Regions from separate parts of the Mus musculus genome. Here all the other regions are linked to region 6. Evidence: chromatin contacts called from public Hi-C, HiChIP or PLAC-seq and promoter capture Hi-C data. All regions are on one chromosome and are shown on one strand. The core of a region is the stretch at or near the end of the contact, and the rest is flanking DNA. Distances in the headings are between cores, read along the strand shown.

Evidence for each region. Promoter capture Hi-C pulls out the DNA fragments that hold promoters and counts their contacts. A called contact is a pair of places that touch in the nucleus more often than the background predicts. HiChIP or PLAC-seq counts read pairs in DNA pulled down with a chosen protein or histone mark.
Region 1: a promoter capture Hi-C map of 3T3-L1-derived adipocytes shows a contact between it and region 6, with 11 times the contacts expected there. The contact joins the enhancer-like site here to the promoter of Gtf2b in region 6. A contact is called at or near these places in 9 of 39 promoter capture datasets (the 3T3-L1 cell line, 3T3-L1-derived adipocytes, cranial neural crest and 6 more) and 5 of 115 datasets of contacts at active chromatin or transcription factors (T-cell acute lymphoblastic leukemia, embryonic forebrain, embryonic hindbrain and 2 more).
Region 2: an H3K4me3 HiChIP or PLAC-seq map of embryonic limb bud shows a contact between it and region 6, with 7 times the contacts expected there. The contact joins the enhancer-like site here to the promoter of Gtf2b in region 6. A contact is called at or near these places in 7 of 39 promoter capture datasets (the 3T3-L1 cell line, cranial neural crest, frontonasal cranial neural crest and 3 more) and 2 of 115 datasets of contacts at active chromatin or transcription factors (astrocytes and embryonic limb bud).
Region 3: a contact with region 6 is called in a Hi-C map of the G1E-ER4 cell line, with 4 times the contacts expected there. The contact joins the enhancer-like site here to the promoter of Gtf2b in region 6. A contact is called at or near these places in 11 of 39 promoter capture datasets (the 3T3-L1 cell line, the C10 cell line, cranial neural crest and 7 more), 5 of 484 Hi-C or Micro-C datasets (B cells, the Ba/F3 cell line, the G1E-ER4 cell line and 1 more) and 9 of 115 datasets of contacts at active chromatin or transcription factors (astrocytes, craniofacial prominence, embryonic forebrain and 6 more).
Region 4: a contact with region 6 is called in a promoter capture Hi-C map of pre-B cells. The contact joins the promoter of Sh3glb1 here to the promoter of Gtf2b in region 6. A contact is called at or near these places in 6 of 39 promoter capture datasets (cranial neural crest, embryonic stem cells, hippocampal neurons and 3 more), 2 of 484 Hi-C or Micro-C datasets (CD4 T cells and pro-B cells), 2 of 115 datasets of contacts at active chromatin or transcription factors (astrocytes and extraembryonic endoderm stem cells) and 1 of 9 other capture datasets (macrophages).
Region 5: a contact with region 6 is called in a promoter capture Hi-C map of hippocampal neurons, with 11 times the contacts expected there. The contact joins the enhancer-like site here to the promoter of Gtf2b in region 6. A contact is called at or near these places in 10 of 39 promoter capture datasets (3T3-L1-derived adipocytes, the C10 cell line, cranial neural crest and 7 more), 3 of 484 Hi-C or Micro-C datasets (CD4 T cells, brown adipocytes and palatal mesenchyme), 9 of 115 datasets of contacts at active chromatin or transcription factors (embryonic forebrain, embryonic hindbrain, embryonic limb bud and 5 more) and 1 of 9 other capture datasets (embryonic stem cells).
Region 7: a promoter capture Hi-C map of hippocampal neurons shows a contact between it and region 6, with 6 times the contacts expected there. The contact joins the enhancer-like site here to the promoter of Gtf2b in region 6. A contact is called at or near these places in 3 of 39 promoter capture datasets (cranial neural crest, hippocampal neurons and liver), 1 of 484 Hi-C or Micro-C datasets (cortical neurons) and 3 of 115 datasets of contacts at active chromatin or transcription factors (astrocytes, embryonic forebrain and pancreatic cancer cells).

What each region holds. Positions count from the first base shown.
Region 1 is chr3:144,253,639-144,257,305 of GRCm38.p6, forward strand. No RefSeq gene overlaps it. Among named protein-coding and RNA genes, the nearest start is that of Gm46828, 19 kb to the left of the region's middle. Within about 2 kb of position 2,088, at least 24 of the 459 cell types and tissues checked have an H3K27ac peak or open chromatin away from gene starts, as enhancers often do. A contact at or near this core is called in 3T3-L1-derived adipocytes, where this site is marked.
Region 2 is chr3:144,288,204-144,291,732 of GRCm38.p6, forward strand. No RefSeq gene overlaps it. Among named protein-coding and RNA genes, the nearest start is that of Gm46828, 54 kb to the left of the region's middle. Within about 2 kb of position 1,543, at least 18 of the 459 cell types and tissues checked have an H3K27ac peak or open chromatin away from gene starts, as enhancers often do. A contact at or near this core is called in astrocytes, where this site is marked.
Region 3 is chr3:144,376,311-144,379,460 of GRCm38.p6, forward strand. It overlaps Gm34434 (a long non-coding RNA gene), which reads right to left. Exons shown (of 3, transcript XR_001784068.1): 2 at 3,085-3,150; 3 at 1,166-1,366. Among named protein-coding and RNA genes, the nearest start is that of Gm34434, 4.3 kb to the right of the region's middle. Within about 2 kb of position 1,386, at least 30 of the 459 cell types and tissues checked have an H3K27ac peak or open chromatin away from gene starts, as enhancers often do. A contact at or near this core is called in the G1E-ER4 cell line and oligodendrocyte precursor cells, where this site is marked.
Region 4 is chr3:144,718,585-144,722,018 of GRCm38.p6, forward strand. It overlaps Sh3glb1 (SH3-domain GRB2-like B1 (endophilin)), which reads right to left and starts at 1,751. Exons shown (of 9, transcript NM_019464.3): 1 at 1,398-1,751. The coding sequence starts at 1,469.
Region 5 is chr3:144,397,646-144,400,888 of GRCm38.p6, forward strand. No RefSeq gene overlaps it. Among named protein-coding and RNA genes, the nearest start is that of Gm34434, 17 kb to the left of the region's middle. Within about 2 kb of position 1,911, at least 51 of the 459 cell types and tissues checked have an H3K27ac peak or open chromatin away from gene starts, as enhancers often do. A contact at or near this core is called in hippocampal neurons and liver, where this site is marked.
Region 6 is chr3:142,763,484-142,767,153 of GRCm38.p6, forward strand. Gtf2b (general transcription factor IIB) reads left to right here and starts at 1,764. Exons shown (of 7, transcript NM_145546.1): 1 at 1,764-1,805. The coding sequence starts at 1,789.
Region 7 is chr3:144,317,373-144,320,882 of GRCm38.p6, forward strand. No RefSeq gene overlaps it. Among named protein-coding and RNA genes, the nearest start is that of Gm34434, 63 kb to the right of the region's middle. Within about 2 kb of position 1,674, at least 42 of the 459 cell types and tissues checked have an H3K27ac peak or open chromatin away from gene starts, as enhancers often do. A contact at or near this core is called in cortical neurons and hippocampal neurons, where this site is marked.

The DNA.
Region 1 (3,667 bases), core at 838-3,337, 1.5 Mb after region 6:
TCAGGAACACCTGAGTTGGTGCCAGCCCTGACGAAGGGGCCGTTGTGAACCAGGAACCAACCCTGAGCACCTAGGGATGGAAGAGGCCGGTGCACTAACAGTTGCGTGCTGATTTCTGCCATTCTAAACAAGCTCTAAAGTACTGGGTCGGATGGGCTAAAAGCACATAGATTCTGAAGTGGTTTTTCTAGTCACCAAAGAACTACATGGAGCAATAAACACAGACTGCTTACATATATCTAGCCTTTTACTAAGCACTGAAGGAAAGGGTGGGACTTGGAGAGATGATTAAATGCTGGCCCTCGGGAAGCTTAATCACTGTCGGGTCACTTCCGATATAGGTGGATCTTGGAGATAGGCTAGTCCCAACAAAATCCTGGGAGGTTGGACACAGAGGGTTGATCTGTGGAGAGGATGGGCCAGGCTCTGAGCTCCGCTCTCCTTCCGGAATATCATTTGCCAAATCTCTTCTGCTCATAGGTGTGTTACATAAAACAGTATTTGGAAAACAAAAATAAAATAAAATAAAATAAAATAAAATAAAATAAAAAGTGAAGGGCGTAAGTTAACTGCCGATCCGTGTTAGGTCCTTCACTTTACTCCTAAGGACTCCAGCCAGGGCCCAGGAGATCAGCCCAGCCTATAAGCCTCACTGCCCCCCACCACCACCACCACACACCTAAGCAAAGATCTGGTTGGTGAGGCAGGCAGCCCCATCCCTCTCCTCCTGAGCCCAGGCTTCTGCTCTGCCACCAGCTCTTGCGTTAATCAGCCACCACAACCAAGAGGGCTGCTGTGGCCATTTGGAGAAGATGGCTCCCTCTTTTGGGTCATTCTCTAATAACCCAGCTAGCCAGTGGGGAAAGTGAAGGGCAGGAGGAGAGGAAGGCAGGGCACAGCCAGCAAAGCCGGGCAAGTCATGGACTAGAATGACTAATGTATGCCACAGCAAAGCATCGGAAAGCCAGGGATCCTGGGGTTGAGTTGGAGTGCACACGCCCACAGGCCGTGCTCCTTCTCCAGTGTATGACACCCTGTGCTGACCCCTTAGGAAAATGCAAGTTCTGTCTAGGGTTTCTTCTAGAGTGGCTATTTTTGACTCAAGTCAAAAGCCAGGTCTTTTTTCTTTTTCTGACTTTCTTAGACACAGTCTCATATTGTTCAGACCAGCTAAGGATAACTTTTGAGCTTCTAGTACTCCTGCCTCTACCTCCTGAGGTCTAGAATTACAGATAACTCCTACCCTGCCCCATCCATACAGTGCTAGGACTAAACCCAGGGCCTTGAGAATATTATACAAGAACTCTATAAGCTGAGCCTTGTCCCAGCCCATGGTTTTAGTGGCTTGGTGTTTGTTTGTTTGTTTGTTTTGTTTTGTTTCTTTTGGTTATTGGTTTTGTTTTGTTTTGTTTTGTTTGGTTGGTTTTTTTTTTTTTTTTGGTTTTTCTGAGTTTTGTGAGCTTTGGTTGCTGTTGTTGTTTTTATTCTTCCAAGGAAGAGGCTATGATGCAGCTGTGAGAGAAGGATGAGAGACCATCCCTGGCAGATAGTAGGTGTTCAACAAACACAAGTGGTGGGAACACAAGTGTGAGTCACTGGGACACAGTCCCTTGTGTGTTTCTTCTGGATGTTCAAGAAGACATGCGAGTTAAAGATCGTAGAGTTTATAGCAGTATCTCATGGGCTATAAATCTCAGCAGTGCAGTCTTAAAAATCACCACTGCCTACTGAAAATCCATTAAACTCCATTCATAGTCCAGAAACCAGGGCGGAAAAAAAATCCTGCAACTTCTGCCTGTGGCTTCTCTGCTCGCCTTACCATTTCTTCTAACTTTACTCCAGAAAAAAAAAATCTCTAGGGAAATGAAATTAAGCCGTTTCCCAGATTTACTTTGCAAAATTAGTCCTGGGCTGGCCTTTAACAAGGCAAACACATTCTGCGGAGTCGCAGGAACAACAGCACAGCATTCCTGGACCGAGGCTTGGAGCCCATGGAGCCAGACAGGCTGAACAGGCAGAAGACAAGGATGTGTGTTTTGTAGCAAGTGCTGCCTTCAAGGCTGCTTGTCCAGGGGCAGAGACCTCTCTCCCTTGCCCTCTGGTTGGACCTTGCCCTTTCCTGCTCTTGGAAGTGGCATATGTTTACTGTCCCTGCGTGTCTAGGCTAGGGAACTGTTATTCAAAATCACTAAGTCAGGCCACGGTCTTATACAAGTTTCTAGAGACTGTCACCAGAGTGATACAGTGCCCCCATCTAAATGTCCCTCTTCTTGGAGTCTTGAGATGATGTGGCCTTTCTTGACACAGAAGCTGCCCGCCATGGTGAGTCACCCATCAGAGGCCCTGCTTGCCAAGGACTACATGGCACAATTTGCCTGGAAATGAAGAAATTCCATTCTAAATCTGCATATTCATCATTCTAGGAAGATAAACACAGTGTAAAGCTAACTAAAATATTTAATAGTCAACATTTAATAATTCCCAGATCATATGTGGGACAAGCTCTCATACGGAGGCCACCGCCATACTCATAAATAGGAAATTATGCAGGCAGTGGTCAGGAAAGCTCTCTCCCCTTCCCATAATAGATTGTCTTTCATTCAGTGTGGGTTTCAACAGTTGCCCCAGGAGAAAATAACGCCTACTCTATCCTTGCCTTGTGGACCAGAGGTCGTGGTATTTAGCAGTCCTGGAATGCCCTGTATCTGAGAGTTTCTTATCTCCCCGCCCCTCAAGGAGCTTTGCTCTGGTTTCTCTCCTGAAAAACAAACAGTAGCTACGGCAATAAAAAAATTATGGACAAAGTCAAACAGCCACATGAATTCGGACCCCAGTCAGGTAAGGATGCCTTCAGAAGGAAGTCCAAATCCGAAGCAAATCCTTAGCCTGTGGCTTTGGACCTGAAAATGCAGCTCATTGGCTCCTGCAAGGGCTAAGGGGGACATTTTAAGAGACAAGGATCAATAGAAGCTCCTTCCACTGACAAATGGGTGGATTTCCTTTTTGTCCATACATTTACTGATTTTGTTTGAGTATGTGGCTGAGTAGTTGGATTCAAGACAGAGTCTTGCTAGATAGGCCAAGCTGGCCTCAAACTTGCGATCTTCCCGCCTCTGCCTCCCCCCATGCTGAGAACGACAAGCCTCTGTTATCAGACCCAGCTCACTTGGTCTCTTCTTATTTATTTATCCATGATATATCTATTTATGTATTAGTTTGCAGTACTAAGGTTGGGAACTGTTGAACCTAGGGTCTTGTACACGTTAGGCAAGTGCCTAACTACTGAACTATCTGATATTATGTGATATAACTTTTTACTTTGAGACAGGGTCTTACCAAGTTGCCCCAGCTGGCTCCGAACCTGTGCTCCTCCTGCCTTAGCCTCATGAGTAACTGATATTACAGACCTCCACTACCAGGTCCAGCTCCAAGTTTTCATTCAGAATGTTTTTAAAGGGGACACATTTAATGGCACTATTTGCTATCCACCTCTGTAGACTCTCTCCACTAACGCCACTTATTTTCCATCACAGAAGAAATTAGCAAAACCTAAACCGATCCCTCTTGCAAAGACATTATTCAGTGGTAACAAGTCCCAATGTGAAGAATCCAGGTTTCCTTCTGTCTAATCATATGGCCATTTCCCCAACTGCTTCACACATGCTAA
Region 2 (3,529 bases), core at 293-2,792, 1.5 Mb after region 6:
GCCCAAGCAAGTCTTTTTCATTCTTGCTTTTGTCAAGGAATTTTGTCAAGGCAACAAGGATAGATGTGAGCCGGCATTCTACAGCAGCGGTAGGAAAAGACATGTGAGAAATCCATGTGTCGTGTCCATGTGGAGGAGGTGAGCGAGAATCCCAGCCACTTAACTGACACCTGCGCCTTGCTAACCTAGGACTCAGGAGTAATGTCTCTCTGCTCACGGGGTTTTGCAATGGCTTCTCTGTACAAAGCTTTAGTCACCTCTTCTCTGAGTCCTTGGCTGAGTCTAACCGTCAGCTTCCCTCTCTGACTTTGCAAACTCCCACCTAAGCAAGACTCCTAAGTGACTTTAACAAAATCCTTGCCCACAGTGTCTGAGTGCCCAGGTCTGGCCAACATCAAACTGGTTTAGCCACAAACTCCCTTTTTCTGATTTTCCTGCCTAAATCATTTCTTTACACTCTATCATATATAAATCTCTACTTGTGCCGATTGAAGCCAGTTCCAAGTCTCAATTCTGTCAGACCCCTCCCAGTGGTCCTATTATCATTTCTCATGAATAAAATCTGTTTAATGGTATCAGTGTAATTTGTAACCAGGTTGAGCTGTGATCAAATGATTGGCCTATAAAATTTAGTGCAGTCTCTGACATATAGCCAGCTCACTATTTTTGTTACCATCATCATCACCGTCACTACTACCACCACCACCATCCTTGCTAGACAATGGAGTATGGGTTGTTTTAAAGAAGTGCTATTATCTTAAAGTGCTCAACAATTTACTTTTAGACTTTTAATAAACAGAAAATGAGACTAGTCAGGATGATAAATGAAGAGATAGATGGATAGATAAATGATAGTCAAATATGAGGTAGATGAGAAAGAATAGATGATGAAGATAGGTGGATCAGTAGGTGATAGATACATAGATAGATAGATAGATAGATAGATAGATAGATAGATAGATAGATGCATATATACATACATAGATGATGATAGATACATATATACATGCATACATACATATATACATACATAGATGATAGATACATAGATAGTCAAATTATAGGAGATAGGTGAAAAAGAATAATGATAAAGAAGATAGGTAGATCAGTAGATGACGGATAGATGATAGATAATTGAGAGAGAGAGACGATGGTGTTATTGTAACACTGTAAAGTAACAAACGTTACTTTCTCTGCTATGAGTTTATTCTCTGAGACTGCAGAATCTACAACTGACCACACTTAGTAGGATGGAATTCCTGATACAAAAAACCTAGTCACACTTCACAAGTAGCAGGCACAAGGGTTCCTCAGAGCCCTGCCCTTCTCACTAGTCCCTAAGTATTTTATTCTGTTTTAATTTCCAGGCCTACTGGAGGCCCAAGTCTTTTGAGTGTTCCGCTGGAATGTTAATTATGGGAGATTCCAGACTCTGTGGCTTAGAAAGGAGTTCTCATTTACCCTGTTGCCTGGCACTGGGGTCCCTCTTGCCCAGCCTTCAGAACAGCAACTCACTTTCCAAAGCCCACAAGACTGAAGCCAGATGGCAGGCAATGCAGCCCAGTCCTGCTGCTTCAGGCTTTGCTCACCCTGCCGGCCCTGTAGCTCCATCCTCTGGCAATGGTCCTCTAGGCACTATGCACCCTCTCCAGGACTCAAAGATGGATCCAAAGAACGCCTTCCTTCATACAACTGCTACAGATGCATTCGTGGTCTCTTGCTTCACCTGAGCCACCACCAACCAGAAATCAATGCAGGTCTACTTACCAAGTCAAACACCACCCACTTGTCTGAAAGGAATTATTTCTTCCTGTGCCTGCACTTCACCTCTCCTTTGCTTGTGGCAGTGGCTTTGGCAGCTTGCAAGGGATTCACTTTCCAGCAGATTCCATCATTAGCATGTTTGATCCCCTTGCACAGCAGGTCAGTACAGGAAACTCCCAAACGGACCCCAAAGCTTCCTGAAGACCGCCATGCCCCTGTCTCTGGCTTGCCCGCTCTGCTAGCTGGGTTCTTGATTTTCAGGATTCACAGAAAGGCCAGATTTGCTCTGTGATTGGAGATATTCAATGTCTCCTCCACAATAGGAAGCTTGGGAAAGCCTGGGACAGTTGACCTCCATAAAAGAACGAGAGCAGAGTAATAGTAAGAACCTTTAAAATTCCATAAGTGGAGGCCGGGAAGACAGCTCAGTAAGTAAAGTGCTTTCGGTGCAAGCGCGAGGAGCCAAGTCCCAATCACCAGCCGTCAAGTAAAAGCCGGACTGAGCAGTGTGTCGGTAATCCCCGACACAACATTACGGCTGGGGAGACAAGCAAATCCCTGGTCTCCCTTGCCAGCCAGGCTAGTTAAATGGTGAACTCCAAGAGACTCTCTTTCAAAATACATGCTGGAGTGTGGTGAGGAAGACACCCAATAGAAGTTCCTAGCCTTCACACAAGCATGTGCGCATACACACACACACACACACACACACACACACACACACACAAACTTCACAATAGAAGATGAGGACAACCTCAGTCGTTTCAACTTCCTTAACTACTACCCCTAGACAAAAGGCTCCGGGTCCAAAAGCCAATCTTGTAGAACAGAGCCAACACCAGTCAGATCATCCTCTGTCCTCAAGAGTGAAGAGAGGATGAAGAGACAGGTGGATTCATAGCTTGCTCCTAAATGAATCCAGTGACTTGTGCTCTGTATCATCGAGGCCAGTGGCTTGTGACTTTCACAAAAATCTGTTTGAAAATGGAAGCCTTTGAGGATCAAATACTTTTCTTTTGGTCACGGCTAGATCCTTTCCTGACTGGGGATCACTGCCCGTTCTGCTTAGTTAAGGTTGTGAGTCCTAGCCTGGGACGCTCAGGTGACCATGTCTTCTCTTCCCTCCCGCAGAAAACTAGTCTTTTTTGATGAGGGGGAAATGAATGTCACTAGGATAACAGCCAGAGTCTCAGAAACCTTCATCTCTTTTTTCTTCTGCTTCCAAGTATTCAACTCCCCAAGAGTCAAGCAATCTGCCTAGTGTACCAGAAAACCATGTCCATTTTTATTGGGAGCTATTTGAGGCGTATCAGCAGCATGCCAGACACTGTTCCATGGGCCCCCAGAGCCTCTCTCCTCACTTCGGACTGATTTATGCTAAAAACAATTATACACCCTGAAGCTTCACTCCTGGAGCCAGCGAAGGGGTACCCTGAGGAGCCCTGTGAGAACTGATGGTGTTTGCACAGTATTTCTGTGGATCTTTAAGACAGACATCCCAGGCCAACTGCAAGGCAGACTGGTTTTGAGTCTTTTTATAAGCAATGAGTCGGATTGATGGAGGATTCTGCATACGCTGGGAAGAGCCCAGCAGAGCCCAGCATGTTCTCAGAATTCCAAGGCTAACTGGAGTTCCTCCCCCATTCAGAGTGCTTTCTGGTCACCCCGGAGTACATAAGGCTGTGGCTTTCAGTGCGAGTCTCGATGCCACTCTGATCATCCTGTGTTTTTGCAGTCAGAGATATGTTGTTGTAAGAATCGGAGC
Region 3 (3,150 bases), core at 136-2,635, 1.6 Mb after region 6:
GGCCCCACACTAAGACCGTGCTTTCTTCTTAAAGACTTTTGGCTACCAGGAAGATTTTTCTATTAAGCAGGAATAATAATAGTAATAATAGTAGTAGAACTCAGGATCTAGAAATCACTCCAAGTCAACATCCTCCTGCTAGCTGGGGATGGGGATGGGAAAGTTCTGTTTGGCAAGTCCGAGGTCCTGACTGCTCTAATATCAAATAGCCGGATGAAAGGGAAATAAACTGGCTGTTTGTAGTTTCTCTGGCTCAGGCCTCAGGGTCTCATGTGTGTGGGTGAGGCCACAGGCCATCGAGTACACAGGTGCATGACCATTTAACCCTCTGAGACAGACCCAAACCATCAGGCTCCATGGCTAAGTCCCAGGGAGCTGGAAGGAAGGCTGTCACAGTCTATGCCCTAACCCTGCACCTTCTCCACCCCCTGCTCCCCAACCCAAACACACCCAGTGTAGACACCATTACAAAGCTAGGTTGCTAGCATATGAAGGTTTCCTTTGCTGTCAGAACTAAGGCAAGTCCCAGGACTTGGAGGACACAGACACACACCAACAACAAAACAAAAACAGGGGAACTCAGGCCTGAACCTGTTCCTTACAAAGGACAATTCTTTTTTACAAATGTCAAAAAAATCAGGCCCTAGATACCACTTGGCAAGCCAGAGCACGCGCTGAGCAAGTCGCTGGCCATTTCGGTTGCAGCAGTGATCATTTTTCTTTCCCTTTTGGTCCCTAGCGTGGTTCAATGAGTGACTATGTGCACACACCTGCTCTCGGAAAAGCTTCAGATGAGTGACGTTTAAACAGGGAATCGGATGGCAGTTGAAAAGAAAACTTGGCTTCTCTCTTTGAAACATATAACTCCTACTCCTTGACTGAATGTCACAAGGGAAAAAAAAAAATCTTAGAGGGCTTTTTTTTTCCCCTTTTCTCACAGGAGGGCGGCAAAGGCTGTCCGCCACTGCCACAGCCATACATGAAAGTTAATATTTCCAAGGCCCTGCATGGGACACCTTTCCCAGAATTCATGTTCTCCATGGGAAACCGAAATAGCACACGAGAGTTACCCTAAGTAGATTTAAATAATTAAATTCAAAAATTCTCAAACCACTTGCTGTTTCAAATTTATTTCTTTAATAACAACTCAGACTCAGCAACAGGCTGGATTAAGATTTCATTTATTTGAAATTTAAGGGATATCCAGCTCTGGGTGTTGTTTTTAAGTATTTAAGGGGAAATTTGTGCTTGGTGAAAATGAAGAGACGGCACCATTATAAATTCATTTCCTCTATTAGAAGCCCGGCCGGCCGTGCCTGCACGCTGCAGCTGTTCCAGGAGGCTGTCTCACAGGCTGGAGGGTGAGCTGCAAGCAGAAGACCCTTTGTTTCCCCTGGTAGGAAAGATTTGGCTAGCCCCACACCCTCCCCAAGCACTACTTCCTCAGTGGCGCCAGGCAGTTGGGCAGGATCATCTGGGGTGGTTTTCATGTGGCAGAGCAAGACATCCTCTGGGATTCCAGGGCAACTTGTAAGGATCCGTTTTTCACGCTGACCTCAAACCATGCCTTGTCCCAGACCCCAAAGGCAGAGGCCACTGTGGCCTGAGCAGAGTTCACTGACCTCTGGAACCAGCCTTCCAGAGCATGCGCAAAAGCAGAACCGGACTGAGAGAGCAGGTGTTCAGTCCATCGCAGGTAACCGCTCCGCGGTTCTTACTATCCACACTAACAGTTTTTACAAACAAGTGAGTTTCTTATACATTCATTACCACCCCGAGGCATTCATATTCTTTTTAAGTACAGAAACCTTAATTAGATTTTGACCACAGACCCGGGTTTGACTTTCGCTGACAGGGTTTCCATTAGTGTAATCTGTGGGGGAATTCAGTGTTTTAACATCTGTGTGCCTGAGGCCTATCTCACATTTACTGCAGAACTCTGAAAAGCCTCCCTTGTACGGATCCCCATTTCCTCGGCTCCCAATTTCACAGAAGTCATTTCAGCACCAAACAGTAATTAGCAAAGGGATGGGCCTCAGCTGACACGAATGCAATTTATTGTTTTCCACGAGGCCTCGAACCAAGCAAACAAAGAACACAGTGTAGCTGTCTGGCATTTTATTAACTTGTATTGTGTGGTGAGCTCACTGAAGGGAGATCTTCTGGAGAAACCCAGCACTTTGTGTGTGGCAACATGCAGACTTGGGGGGAATGTTAATTCCACTTCAATTAGGCAAGTTTTGTGGTACCTCAGCCTGCAATATAGGACAGCCACTTTTATAATGATCTCCCACATTAACTTTATCATCACCAGACTTTTGCATAAATGCAACCTTTCATCTTTAAAATGCCAACACTTTTTCAATTTTGGCAACCGTACAGCGCTGCTAATTATTTGCTCATTATGTGTGGTTAACTGATGAATCATTAATAAATGAATGAATGGCTAATATATTTTTATGGTAATTGGAGATATAACTGATTGCAGACTTCCTTAGCTTCTCAAAATGGCACTGAATGAGCAGTGCTGCCTAATTGTATACAGATGAGCTATGCCCTGACCCAGCATTTCCCACAATTGTGGTTTGTCCCTGGCAAATTCTCATCAGCCCAGGGTGACAGTTTGCACCAGATCAGCCCTGGCAGAGGGGAGTCCGTGGCGGTATGACCATGCCTCCTCCTTGGTATTTCTGTCACCTGGCCCACCGATGGACCTCATGGCCATTTGCTACCAACTCAAAGGCTGGACTGTGTTTGCTTGGGCATTGGCAAGGACGCAGCCACCAGTGGGTGCTGTGGGTACCCTAGTCAGCAACACATAAAAACTGACATTCACACCATCCAACTGCTACTTGTCTTACTTGGCACACAGCGCAGTCACAGCCAGTGGCCGCCAAGCCCAGCATCTCTCTGGTCCTAGAGATTCAGGACAGCCTTGGACAAAGAAGGTCCAAGGACTAAAACCAGCCAAAGCTCCTGGACTCAGTGTGACTCAACCATTCCACGACTGGTCTGCAGGCTCAGAGACGAACCACTGGATTACCAAAATTATATCCACCGCGCTGTAAATCAGTCAACACCTACCGTTTCAAACAAGGCCTCTGCATTTGTTGACAACTCTGGAGAAAATGAAAGATGATAGAATGCTAG
Region 4 (3,434 bases), core at 501-3,000, 2.0 Mb after region 6:
TGTGAGCTTCTCACACAGTGCACTGGTCCAGGGAATCAAAAGCGAGGTGGAATCTCCCATCCCTAAGCGTTACTCACTGTTGGTAAGAGTTCAGATTTTACCAAATGATCTTTAAGTTCTCTTGGGGCCACATCATATTGCTATTTTACATATCTTAACCCCGTGATGATCATTCTGAGGGAAAACGCAGCCTCTAGTATAGTAAGTAGTGGGTCAGAGGGCAACTTTGGTTGTCTGCTAGCCAAGCAAGTCAAGCCAGTTTATTTACCCTCTCTAAGACTGCTTCCTTTTTAAGGGAGGGCGAACAATGCCTCTCTGGCAAAGTGACAGAGATGGGCTGCAGCTAGTACGTTCAATGCACAGTAAACTGCTCGTCATACTATTTTTCATAAGATAGGCAGTCATTACCCTGGGGAACTGTCCGATTCTTTTGCCAAGGATAACGAAATATGATATTCACAGTGCCAGTAAAATGAAATGAATCAAGAAATAAAGCAGCACACGTGAGATTTATAGTTCGGTGGGATTTTGGCACATGGGACATTACTTTTGTTTTCTCTTTCCGGAACAGAGGGCTGCTGCTACCCTATGTCACTAACTTCAATACCAGATTGTTTACAAGCCACGTTGTGAAATTGACATCTGCTCCGAGATTTAACTGAGTTTGCATAATGTGGGTGTTGACTGTAAAAAATCTGCCCAAGTTCCCTATTGCTGACACTTCCTTAATCACAGAATAAGGAGACGCAGTGAACTTTTCCCTTCCAAGTGCGCCTGAAGCCAAGCGTGCCCGGTCCCCTCCAATGTGACAACAACGTGAATCGCGTCCTCCTCTCACCCCTGCTCTATATAGCCCATCTGGGGAACGCGTCAGGGCACCCCTAATCCTAGGTGTCCTGCGTCCTTGGTGAAGCTGGGACACCGACAGGGACAGGCAATCTCCATCTCCCCCACGGGCTGCTAAGCTCTGGGACAATCCTTCCAAGGGGCAGCAGCGAGGGCTGGTGGGAACTGAGCTGGCAGCTCCTCTGCGTTGAGGGGCAGGAAAAGGAAACTCCCTTCTCGGTCGGACGCGGCCCGGAGGGCGAGAGCGAGCGCAGCGGAGGGTGGGGGTGGCGCCAAGGTGCTCGGCGTGCCCTGCCTCGCCGGCTGGGGCACCGAGGCCTCCGCCCCGGGGTGAACCCAAGGTGTCCGCCCTGGGCCGCGTCCCGACTCGCCTGCCGGGGCGCGGGGCGGCGGCGGCCGGGCGAGCGAGGCGGAAACGGCCAGCGGGGCAGGGGCGCCAGGCCGCGCCCATCGGCAGGCCTGGGTACCAGGGCGACGCCGTCCCCGACCCGCCCTCCGCTCGCCCTCCCCGGCGCCACCACCCCGCCCGGCCCCAACCGCCGCCGCCGTACCTGCACGGCCCGGCTGAGGAAGGTGCCCGCGTCGGCCGCCAGCTTCTTCACGTTGAAATCCATGATGTTCATGCCGGGCGGCAGCCGGGCAGAGCCGCCGGCTGCGCTAGCGGGGAGGCGGGGAGCGCCGCGGCCGGGCTGGGGCGCCGGGCGACGGCGACGGCGGGGCGGACGTGGTAGGTGGCGGGAGGCGGCGCCAGCCCCGCGCAGCTGTCGTTTCCTGGCGGGGAGGCGGGGGAGGGAAGAGGGCGGGCGCCCGCGAGCGCGCGCCTCTCCGCTCACACGCTGGGCCTGTCGCGTCGCCGAGCAGCTGCGAGCCACGGGGACCGAGGTCGCGTCCGGAGGAAGGCCCCGCCCCGCCCCGCCGCCCGGCGACTGTGCAACCGCGGCGGAAAACAGCCGGCCGGGAGGGGGGCGTGGCCTCACCGATGGCGTGGGGTGGGGGGCGGGGGTGTCCTCGCGGGAACAGCGACCCCTGCAGGGTGGCCGAGGATTCACCACTGGGTGGAGCCGCTGCAGAGGTTCTCATGGGAACAGCGACCCCTGCAGGGAGGCCGAGGATTCACCACTGGGTGGAGCCGCTGCAGAGGTTCTCATGGGAACAGCGACCCCTGCAGGGTGGCCGAGGATTCACCACTGGGTGGAGCCGCGGCTGAGGCTCTCCTGACAGCTCACTAAGCACCAAGCCAGTGTCAGAGCATCAGTGGAAGTTCTTACCAGAACGAGAGCCTCCTGGGCTCTCACCCTGATTCCCTCCCACAGCATCTCAGTGAGTGTCTGTGACAGAATCGCCCGGACAAAAGTTCCTTAGAAAAGCATGGACAAAACGTTCCTTAAAAGGAAACAGAACTGACACTATAGAATCATTGGCCCGGATTTCCTGTATTGGGTCTGGGGTCAAAGGCTACCTATGGCTTGGGTAGACACCTAGCCAATCTTTGCTGAACGGGATTGTCTTCATTGTCCCCTACCCTATTATACTTTGACTCACTGTTGAGGACCTATTGTGTGTGAGGCATTGAGTAGGTGCTGAAGGGTTCAGTCCCTTTGGTGGCTGGTGGTCATCTGAGGCATATTTAGAAAGTATCTCCCATCCCCTGGGAAGGTATATAAGAGCATTTCAGAGAGACAATGGAGAAGAAAGACAAGGTTCCTATCCGGTTATACATTCCTTCACTCCTGAGTACCTACTGTCTGGCAGGGCCTCAACCTTCCAACTCTTAGCTGTGTGATAAAGGCATGAGCCCTTCCCCCCACACCCACCCACCCAGACACCCACACTACACTCAGCTAATTTAGTTTCTGTTTTCTGAGAAAAGGCCTCATGCGACCTAGCCTGGCTTCAGGTATCCAAAGACCGCTTCAAACCCATCACCCTCCTGTCTTTGTTTTTCTTTCTTGTTCCTCCCTCCTTTTTCTTCTCCCCACTTCCTTTATCCTGGGGACCAAACCACTGTCCAATAGATCCTGTTTTACAGGTCTTATCATGTAACTTTCATTTTGGTGTTTCAAGATGCCTCTGGAACCTCTAGATATCACACATATGTTCTCACATTAGAAAGGAAATGAAGGGGAGAGGCAAAAGTACACACCAGCTCAGTGTCCCTTTCTCCTTTAAAACAAGCATTCCATAACCCCCAGCTCGTAAACTTTCATTTTCACATCGTTAGTGAGAACTGGGCCATTTAGGTCCTCACAATGGCAGTTCGATCGAATAAATGCAATGTGCTCTGTTAAAAAAAACTAAGAGCATTTGTGAGAGAATGGTAGGTCTTGTCTTTAACAGTACGTATTGTTGTCTTAGACAAGACAGAGCTTGTGCTATCGAAGAAGGAGAGAATAGTTACAGGAGACGCAGCTGTTGACATTTGCTTTGCTGCTATCAAGCAAGAACGAAAGGAGTCTTACGATCTCTGGAACCTCTCTGCAGGCTTTAGGTCTATATAATTTTAAAAAATCGGGAGGAAGTTCTGAGGCTGGAGCTCAGTGGGTAGAATTTTCCAAGTGTAAGTGTTAGGCCATTGGTTCCAGTCCCAA
Region 5 (3,243 bases), core at 661-3,160, 1.6 Mb after region 6:
ATGTATTTTATCTGAAGCACTATGTATAAACACTTATGTCGAAGGAGTCTATAGCTTCTAATTGGGCCACCGTCTCAAAATAATCAAGCTGGTCTTAATAACACTGCTTGAGGCTGGCTAGCAAGCAAAGAGGCTTCCTCAAGGAAGGTATTACTAATCCGTGGTTTTCACACTTACAGCCTCATTCATAGCATTAGTAAACGGCCCAGGGACCAGAGGATAGGGCACCCAAATGAGCTGTGAGAACCATCTCTGTCCACCTGAGACAGGCAGCTCTCGGAGCTACAGAGTGCTCACAGTTCCAAGTTGAAGAAGGGTTTGCCCGTCTCGGAAAGGATCCCGGTGGAAATTCAATTGAGTCCACTGGCTTCATCCGTGGACCAGCGAGGCTCCCTGTAGCATTTGAAGGTTCGCCCGTTTTGGCAGCTCTGAAGATCAAACCCAGCACCTGCTAGGCTGACAGTGTAGCACTGAGCTCCATTCCAGTCCTGCTATTTCAAGTCTTGAATCAAAAGCAGGCATTCCCTAATAGCACACGGATAATCCTGCAGAAGAAACCGGAAATGTAGATAGACTCTTCTGTTTCAGCAATAGAGGCTTTTATAGGTAAAGGGATATGTGGGTTTGAGCCGAAGGGTGTTTGACCAGGTCTCCCACCGTTGCACTGATTTCCACACAAGGCAATGGTAAGAATGTGCCGCCACAGGCAGAGTCACCCTAGTGGTATCACAGTGCAATTGCATCTGGTGTCTCATTTCAGAAGGCAAGGATCTGGAGAAAATTCCATTGTGGGAATAAGGAAGCCAGTATGCTCACATGTTTTATCTCCTATGCATGGCCACATCCTCTCTGATAGCCTCTCTTCCACCCTGGGGGCGAATTAAAAACATGGTATATAAAACGTGCCTTTCAATTTTTCTGCAGTTTGGTAAAAGTCTGGGCCAAGGTCTTAGACTTGGTAGCAACTGGTACTGTTTACTGAGTCCTTTTGATTTGCCACTAGGGTTATTTTAGTATAGATCAAACTTCCTGTGGGTTAGGTAGTGGCAGGGGACAGATGCTGGAGACATTAAGCATGTGATTGGCCAGAAGGGTGAAGCAGAGGCCAGAAGATGGCTACATGGCATCCCTGGTCTTGTAACCCTTCCTTCCTTTTCTCTTTCTCTTCTGCCAACTCAACCCTTCGTTTTCTGCCTATCACGCCTTTGATCTCGCAGTCAAAGTGCGTGTTGGAATTCTGTCGCTGGGTTTGTGGTCCCAGCCAACAGCATCACCCAGCCCTGCTCTAGCACCGATGTCATAAATCCAGAAGAATTTCTAGGGAAGGAAAAAAAAAACCTGTTCTGAAGTCGAGTTGCTACCATTTCGACATCCTGACAAGTGTGCCCTTGTGTGCTTTCAGCTTAAAGGAGGCAGGAATGTACCAACCGCCCCAGAATTCATGTCATGTTCTCAAGAGTACAAAAGACAAGGCAGCATGGGGTGGGCTGGGAGACATCTCCACTCCAGTGTGTCCTCCATCAGCTCTCCGCAGGGAGGTATTCTGAAGGAACACAATGGTGACCTATAGGCTCAATATGATTAGAGTTTCAATAGTGGAAGATAGAGGACCGTCAGTGAAGAGTAGGAGCTCTGTAGTAGAGTGCAGGGATCGATCGAGTCTGTGGGCCCAGGAGTCTAAATAGCTGCCTGAATGGGGCAAAGGATATGGTGATGCAGACAGGAAGGCCAGAGGACAGCAGGTGACCCGGAGAAACCACCTTGTGATTTGAAATGTAACAGGGAATCCCGGTTCCCAGGAAAGAGAACCGAAGTGAACAGAAAGTTGAGAAAGCCCGACTCCAAGTGGTGTACTGGGCATCAGGGAGGGGTGGGACACACAGTGCCTGAAGCTAGTGACAACCGGGCTGCTGTTACCCCCCAACTACAGCATAGTCCCAGGCAGGCAGTGCGCAGGAGCCGTGGGGGTTTTGACGGCCTCTTGCTCAACACGCAAACCTTTAGCTGATGCCAATCAAAGCAAATGAGTAATTAATAATCGGGCAGGGAGCGACTCCGGGGAGAGGAGGGTAACAGAGGACAAAAGAGCTTAGCCCATTGGTGTTTCGAATGCTGGGTCGTAGCCACAGGGCGAATTCCCCCTCGCCCAGCAGTGCAGCACATGAAGGTCCTAAGACAGGATGGAGGGAGGAATCTGGTAGAGGCAGCTGGTGGAAAGCCAAAGGATTTCCCAGGGCCACGCGCGTCCTAGCCAGTGGACAACGTGTCTCAAATGTTCCTGTGGCGCCACCTAGTGTCCAAGGCTCAGAGGATGCCCAGGCAAAGGCTTCAAACTCAGGCCAGATCTAGGACCTCAGAGTCAGAACTTCAATCTTTAATGTTATGAGGCAGGTTGGGGTAGGAATGGGGTGTCTCCTGGCTGTGGACAGACCAATGACACTCTCCAGCTGGGCAAACGCCCGTGTAAAATCTCTTCTGCTGCCACTAAATCTAAGTAGCACATTTGCCAGAAGGTACAGGAAAAATGACACTCCCTTTCTGAGACCATGAGGTGATGTCTGGTTTTTCCTCAATACAATGGCAAGCCGGTTATTAATTCATCCAGACAAAAAAATATAGATGCTGTCATCGTATAAACATGAGTCCCTGAGCAGAATGGGGCCTCAGGCCATCAGGGGGTGCAGCATATGAAGTGTGCTGAACTCTGGGACAAAGGACAAGATCACTTTGTTGAATGGAAAATGGGAGATGAGAGAAGACCCTGAAGTGGAAAGAATGAAACCTGGGAGCCAGGATGTGCTTTTAGAGTTCTGGCGTTGGCCCTGCTCGGTTATCTGTGTGACCTTGACCAAGGGAAACGGTGTTCCTCTCTCCCAACAATGCTGCGAGGCTCAGATTGTGGGTTTCCCTGAACAGACGAGGAAATAGCGGCTCCAGGAGTTTATCCAAGGTCAGGCCCAGGTCGGTGGCCACACCAAACTTCCAACCCACATCTGCCCAAAGTTCACAAACATGTTCCTCTGACAAGTCCCAGGCCCTCTGGGCTGTGATTCTCTGTCTATACCAGGAAGGGGTCCACTCCAGAAATAGCAAACTGTGATTATAGGGTTTCATCGGTCCCTTAAAACTCTGTTTTAGTGCACACAAGCCCCACAGTGATAACAAAAGGGCCTTTTAAAAGGATTTATCCATCTATAAAAGCTACTGGGTTTTATTTCCCAATATGGGCAAAGAACACCAAAA
Region 6 (3,670 bases), core at 514-3,013:
GCTTAGAAATGGTTCTTTGGAGCTATTCAAATCTCTGTTGTCAGCAGTCTGGTCTACTAGCAAACTACCAAATCAGCAACAGCAGTCCAGTACACCAGTCCAGTATACATGGCAAACATAAATCCATAGCAGCCGCTAGGTCCAGAGGAAACCATGAGGTTCGACCTATCAGCACAAGTCCACAGAAGCAGGAAGAAGCCGCTGGAACACCACCATAAGTTCTTTGGTGCATTTTTCACTATGAAGTCACAACAAGCTAAGATCAGCGAATCAAGCAAGGCGAACCAATTGCAGGAGCACTGTCCGCCGTCTGTTGGGTTATACTTATGCTCTTTCCAAACATATGTCCCCTCAAGCATCCGCCGTAGCAAAACATCACACGCCCTTTCACTAGGCAGTTTTCAGAAAAACACCCTGCGCCTGTTCTCGGCAAAACACCGTTACATAAGACAGTTTCCAGAAAAACATCACATGATACAACTGAGTCCCTAACAAAACCAGAAATTCCCACTTCAACAAATGTCTGCTTAATGGCATTTGATTTCCATTAACAAATAAAATGCTTACTGAGTTTTCATCTCAGTGGAAGACACCCAACTTGCAGTTACCTTAATTCAGACTTTGTTGGGAATGGTTTATTTACAAGAAAGTAGCACTGTTGCCTTAAGGTAAGAGGACGGGAGCTGAGACAAGGTCTTGTTCTGCAGGTCAGGCTGGCTTGGGATTCATGACCTCCCACCTCTGCACCCTAACTTCTAGAATTACAAGGGTGACCCCCAAGACCTGCCTTGTGAGGCCCTTGTATAGACGTTAGCTGTTTTATTACATTTCCTATACTCGGTTTTCAGTCAAATATTCGATGATGATTGGGGAACAACAACAACATGGGTCATAGCAGGGCTGTCTCTTGCAATTCTAGAAGGGTTTGTGAGCCAGATACCCTCCATGCCTACACTGTTGAGATAAAGGACATGTAGGAACTTTGAATCATGTTGGCCAATGACAGAGCTTGAATTGATACCTACTCCTGAAGACAACAACTAATTTCTCTTTTTATTCCAAATTCTTTAGTCAGGGCAAATGAGACATTCAATCAGATAGGGAAAACTGACTTGAAAATAAAGGAAAGGAATTTGGTGCGAGCGCTTTGCCCCTTTCAACCAACCTGGTTTCCTTGTGTGTTGGTTATTTTGTGTGTTTGTTTATTTAAAGGTGTTTTTTGTTTGAGACGAGGTCTAACTCCAGATCCTCCTACCTTCTTGGTGCAGGAATACTTGAGAGTATCACCCGAGGAGGCAACTCCCATTTTAATTTCCTCTGTTTGAGAGCTAGCTCAGGCGCAGCACATTCTGAGTCTTCTTGGGTTGATTTTTTGTTTTGATTTGTTTGAGACTGTGTGTGTCTGTGTCTGTCTGTCTGTCTGTCTCTCTCTCTTTATCTCTCTCTCCCTCCTCCTGGCTGTTCTGGAGCACCCTGTGTGGATCAGGTTCCTCTAAACTCACAGAGATCCTCCAGCCTCTGCCTCCGGAGATCAAAGGGGTGTGCTATCCCGCCAGGCTTTGAAGATTTTGCCAATCAACCAGCAGCCGGGAGCCACGCAGCAGCAGCGGAGACAACCAGGAAGTACACAGCCCGCGTCGTCAAGGACCGAGCGCTTTTTAGCCCTCCTCCCGACCCGTAGCCGCGCGGAGTGCGCGCGAGCGACTCGCGCATAAAAGCCCGGCTCGGGGCGTCTAGGAGCCAGTGCTGCTTCCTGCTTCGGACGGAGCTGTTGGCGGAGCCGCGAAGATGGCGTCGACCAGCCGGTGAGTGCAACGGCCTCGGAGCGAGTGGAGCAGGGCATCGCGGGGCCCAGGTTCCTCCAGAAGGCCGCCGCGGGTGTCCCTTACCCACCTGAGTCATCGCCGCCCGGGTTTGACCCTGCGGATCCGCACGGCCCCGGCCTCCGTCTCCGGACCCTTCAACCGTCTTTGTGTCATGTTGATGTTTTCTGTGTATTTTCTCCCTTACGGCCCATCCAGCCGGAGGGGGCTGAAACCCCGTTTCCGAAGAGCTGGAAAAGCGACGTTCCAGGTCCCTATCGATCTGACAACCGCAAAGTTGAGAAACGTCAGCATTGGTTGTCTGGTGGCAAAGGGTCGCTAGCCCAATGGCCCCCCCAGAAGTGGAAACGAAAGCACATACGGAGACTTGATTCATTCTCCTAAAAGACCCCCTGTCCCCACCCCGAAAAGTATCATTGCGTACTCTGAAGGAGATGCTGTCTGCAGAAAATTAATTACATATGCTGGAAGTCATTTTAAATGTATTTTTAAAACGTAGTTTGCTTAATATCTACAGGAAATGCGTGTTGTGACCGCAGAGACAGCCTTTAATCTTGTGACCTCCAAAATGCTTTGCAGACCCTAATTATATCTCTTGTAACCACTATGAGGTAGATATTAGTATACTGGCATATGTGTAAACTGAGTCATGCCAGCGTGTTGACCTTTCGCGGGCCACTATACCTATTCTGATTATCCGTCCACTGGTCTCCAGTTAACACAGAATGTACAGAAAGTATCAAATTAAGTTCTGTTCTTTTGGCACTTTTTTTTTTTTTTCGGAGGTGGTTACTATGTGTGGAATTGGTAAACGTCACCGGGGGAAGCCATTATTTACAGAAACTTGGCCTTTCTGGGAACCTCCAAGTCTGCTGTTTATTATAAAAAGTGGGAGGTGGGCATAGGAAGCCTCGTGAACTTCTTGCGTGGAAGCAATGGGCAATCTTGTTTACTGATTTTATGATTTAATTAGATTAATTATGATTTAATCATTCCATCTGGGTGTGGTTTTGTCACGTAAGGCTTCCTTGTAGCGACATAGGAACCTTCAGCTTCCCCAAATACTATTGAAATTTCCCATGGGTGATGTGTTCATATGTAGGCACAGCTTACCATCTTAGGGAAAAGGAACTCCTGTATTCTTGAAACACAAGTTGTAGTGTTTAAATAGTACACATAGTAAAATCACTGGTTACAGTTTTTAAACTTTTCTTCACTTAAAAAAATCCCTTGAAATTAATTTCTTTTCTGGACAGCTAGTGTTTGATTTTGAGTTAGTGGTCTCGAATCTTCTGTCTCCACCTTGAAAACTGTGGGGTTGTAGATCTGCCCGGCCCTCATCCAGCTCTTAAGTCTGTGTCATTCCTGTTGCTATCAAGTTTTGCCAGCAGTGTGAATAGAGAGAAGTTGCCTGAGAGTTTGTCATACCTTGAGGGCGGCATGTAGGCACTAAGCATTGGCACTGGTTGGTGTTCTCGAAGAGAACATGTCCAGATTGATGCCCACTCTTTATTCCGACGTCAGTAAATAACTTTTTGGCTGCGATCTGTAAAATGAAGATTGTGCCTATCTTTTAGGATGTTGTGCACATTGAGCATTCAAAATGTTTATGGGCGGGGGAGGGGGCTCCATGGTTAGGAACACTGGGTGCTTTTCCAGCACCCACATGGCAACTCATGAACTCCTAACTCAATTCCAGGGCATCTCTTCTGTCTCTGTAGGCACTAAGACATACATGCAGACAAAATGTTCATATTTAAATAATTTGGATAAATAAATAAATAATGTTTAAGGCGGTATCATTTAAATACTCTGCAAAGTTTTTCATGTTTCCCTCTTTTAAATGT
Region 7 (3,510 bases), core at 424-2,923, 1.6 Mb after region 6:
CCAGAGGGCTGGGATCCATGCTAACAGAACAGAGAGGGTCACTCAAGTGCCTTGTTAGAGGTGCCACCCAGCCAAATCATAACTTACGCTTTCGGGTTGAATTATGCATAACTGGAGCCAAAGCCAAGTCGCTTGTAAGAACAGAAAACATGCTTTGAGCTGCCCCCAGGGCCTTGCCTCAGCCCCTAATGTGAAGATAGGAAACAGGTCATTAAAGAACTCATTTTAGCATCTGTCCATGGGTTCTAACTCAGGTATTCTAAGCATCCATTCCCAAAGTGACCTTGGGTCAAGGTTGGGTTATGGTCATGATGCTAGGCTAGAGAGCTATGGCTCAAGGCAGCTTAGCCTTCTATATAGGTCTTGTTTCCCAAGTTTACTCTGTACTCGGAAAGGCTGTGCACCAACCTCAACCGCTTTTTTTCACTTATTAAGAGAGGAATGTAATAATAATTCTTACCTTCGAAATAGTCCATATGAGTTCAATCGCTTAATTACAACCCATGACCATCCATGAATACGGGAGATTAAAAGTATTGTTATCTGGGGTGTGTGTGTGTGTGTGTGTGTGTGTGTCCCTTCTTAAACACTTACACACCCACCTTAATAGCAAAATTTCAGGTTGCCATAGGGTTAATTAGTGTCATCCTTCCCATTACAAAGCTCTCTCTGTCTACCCAGAATTTGGCTAATGGTTCCCAAATCAAATAAAACACAAAAGATAATCTAGCCTCTCAGAACAAACGCCACTTACTCGCCTTCTCCCCAGGCCATTCTTTCGTTCTTGGCAACAGAGCCATTGTCAAATAAATATTAGTTCTAATAAAGATAGTGCCAAGACCTGGTTGTGACAACTCTACCGGCCACCTACTGGCATGATCCAGAATGAACTTTTAAGAAGAGAGTGGGACACTGAAGGTGAAACGGTGTTAAGATCAGACTTCACTGAGCCACATGATTTCCTTTGGGATTTGGGGACACTATCTAACTTACAAATGCCTCCATGGATCTCGAGGTCAAATGACCCATTTCAGAGGGCATCAGCTAGACACAAGGGCTTCACCAACTCCTAATGCCTGCATTTCCTGATTATTCAGCCCTGTGCTGGTACAAACAGGCCGTGAAGCAGGGCAGGGTGTTTGTGAACCGGCCTCCTGGATGCTTCTTTATTCCGCTACATCGATATTCATTTTTGCAGGGTTCCTTTTTCAGTGCATCAGGCTAGAAGTGGCAACTTGGACACACCGTGGTGTTTGGCTGAGGGAGGGGGATTTATGAGCCTGCTCTAAAGATACAGCCCCTGTTGCACCAAGTGAAAATCTTGTTGGAGCCCAAAACAGCAAGGAGACAGCAGGGGGCTAAGGGGGGGGGGGGGGATAAGTCAAACCACCTCTCACAGCAGAGCTGAAAACCAAGTACCTGGATATTATGTGCCTGCCTCTGCTGTTCTCGTCGCCAATTTCCCACTTGGCCACATGTGCACGTTTAATTAATGTTCTGCTCATCACCTCCTGCAAGTCATTAATAAGGATGCACTGTCGATCCAGGCCCATCTCAGAGCCTGCCAGCAGCACTCCACTGCTGGCCACCGTCTCCCAGCCAGTGCACAGCCGCCCACCGGCTGCTCACGTGGCTTTTCCAGCCAGGTTTCCATCCGGGAAGCGGAGCTCAGAATCCGCTCGGTTGAATTCATCTTTCAAGTGAGATTTCTGGATGCATCCATTTCACTGCCTTCACCCACTAATGTGGTAGAGGGTGGGTTTTTTTTTTTAATTCTATTAAAAAATGCAATTAAATTTGTCTCATGGAATTTGCTCTTTAAAAATCCAGACAGCTGCTTGCTCATGGTGGCATTATGCTCCTGATTCCTGCACATTTTTTTTCCTTCATCTCCATTCCATTACTTTGCTGAGGATTAAAGACAGGCTTAGCAGATGGCAAATGCCAGGATCTCTTCCCACCCCCACCTCCCATTCGGAAGGCTGGGATCATATCGGCCAGAATACACAGCCCAGGTTTCTCCGTTCGGCTTTGGAAAGAGAGAAGCAATTGTTTAATTCAAAGCCATCAGCTAATGCAGAAAATAAGATGGAGCAGGGAGAGGAGAGACCGAGGGCTATTCCCCATAGCTGGCCTTTAAGGCCATGGTCAGGTGTCTCTCCCTGAGCCTCAGTTTATCTCTCCAGAGTCCCTCCTTCCTCCTCCATTTCTCAGCCATAAAGCACTCATTAGGCTGTGAAGCAAATGAGGTAATGTCTGTGGTGAGAGGGTTTGTGCGTTTCCAAAGAAAGACACCATATAAAAAGCATTCTGATTGCTAACAGTCAGGGACACTCAGCGTCGGGCCTGGCTGGCTTTATAAACTATTTAACTGCCTGCTTCTTGCAAAAACTATTTTTATCAGTTAATTACACATTTTTCTTATTAAATAACAATGTGAAAGCATTTCTTGCTCATTTTCCTGTCATGACTAATTTAATCTGCCTCCCTTTATTAAAAGTCCGGTTCTCTTGTCGTGTCTTAGCCACTCTGGTAGGCTAGTGACACCCCCACAACTATTCGGCCCCTTTGAGTCACATCAACTCCTTTCCTCTTTTCTCTTCTCTGCAGCCCAATCTCCTTTTTTTTTCTGCACCACGGCTGCATCTGGTTTCTAAGGAACGGCCAAACAGTGGAGGCTCTGCCTCGTCGTTCTCTTCCTTTTGGGTGTTCCCTTGAATAAGCCAAAGCCCAGAGGAAATCTGTCTATCTATGAATGACATCCTGCATGAGAGGGAAACCAAGGCAGCATGGAAACTGGGCTAGTACTGAGTGTCTCTCTCTCTCTCTCTCTCTCACACACACACACACACACACACACACACACAAACTCGTGACCTGGATTTAGGAAAAGAAGAAAGGTAAGGATGGGAAAGCCACATTAGTGGCAGTCCCTGCACTGGGGGAATCCTTTCTAATACCATTGTTATGAATCATAATTAATTGTGATTAGTAGCAACAGTAGGGACACATGCTTAATCTTCCAATGGGAAAAGCAGACATAACATACCTACAGACACTCTGTGGGCCTAAGTCCACAAAGACAGGAAACAGCTCAGAAAAGAGATTTCACAATTTTTTGAGGCAAAATAATGAACCCAACCAATTTCAGAAATGGTAGCATGGTAAGTTATTTTGTGTGCTTTTTCATTTGTCTTTGTGATGGGCAGGAAGCCTTCTGACCCGTGACTCTGGAGGGTTAACTCTGGACAGCTTTCTCCCCTACAGTGGCACTGAGCTGCCTGATATTACTTTAGTGAGCACAGCACAGCAGCATCATGGTTGTCCCCTCCATGGCCTACAGAAACACTTCACTTTGTTCCTGGAGGCCCCTCAGGCTTGCTAGCTTCAGTGTGGAGAGCAGCCCTGGAAGGGAGCCCAGGAGGCAAGAACCCATGGTACAGCCAGTGGGAAACTGAAGCCCCAGTTTATGGCCTACAATGAGCCAAATCCTACCAATGATGGGGTGTG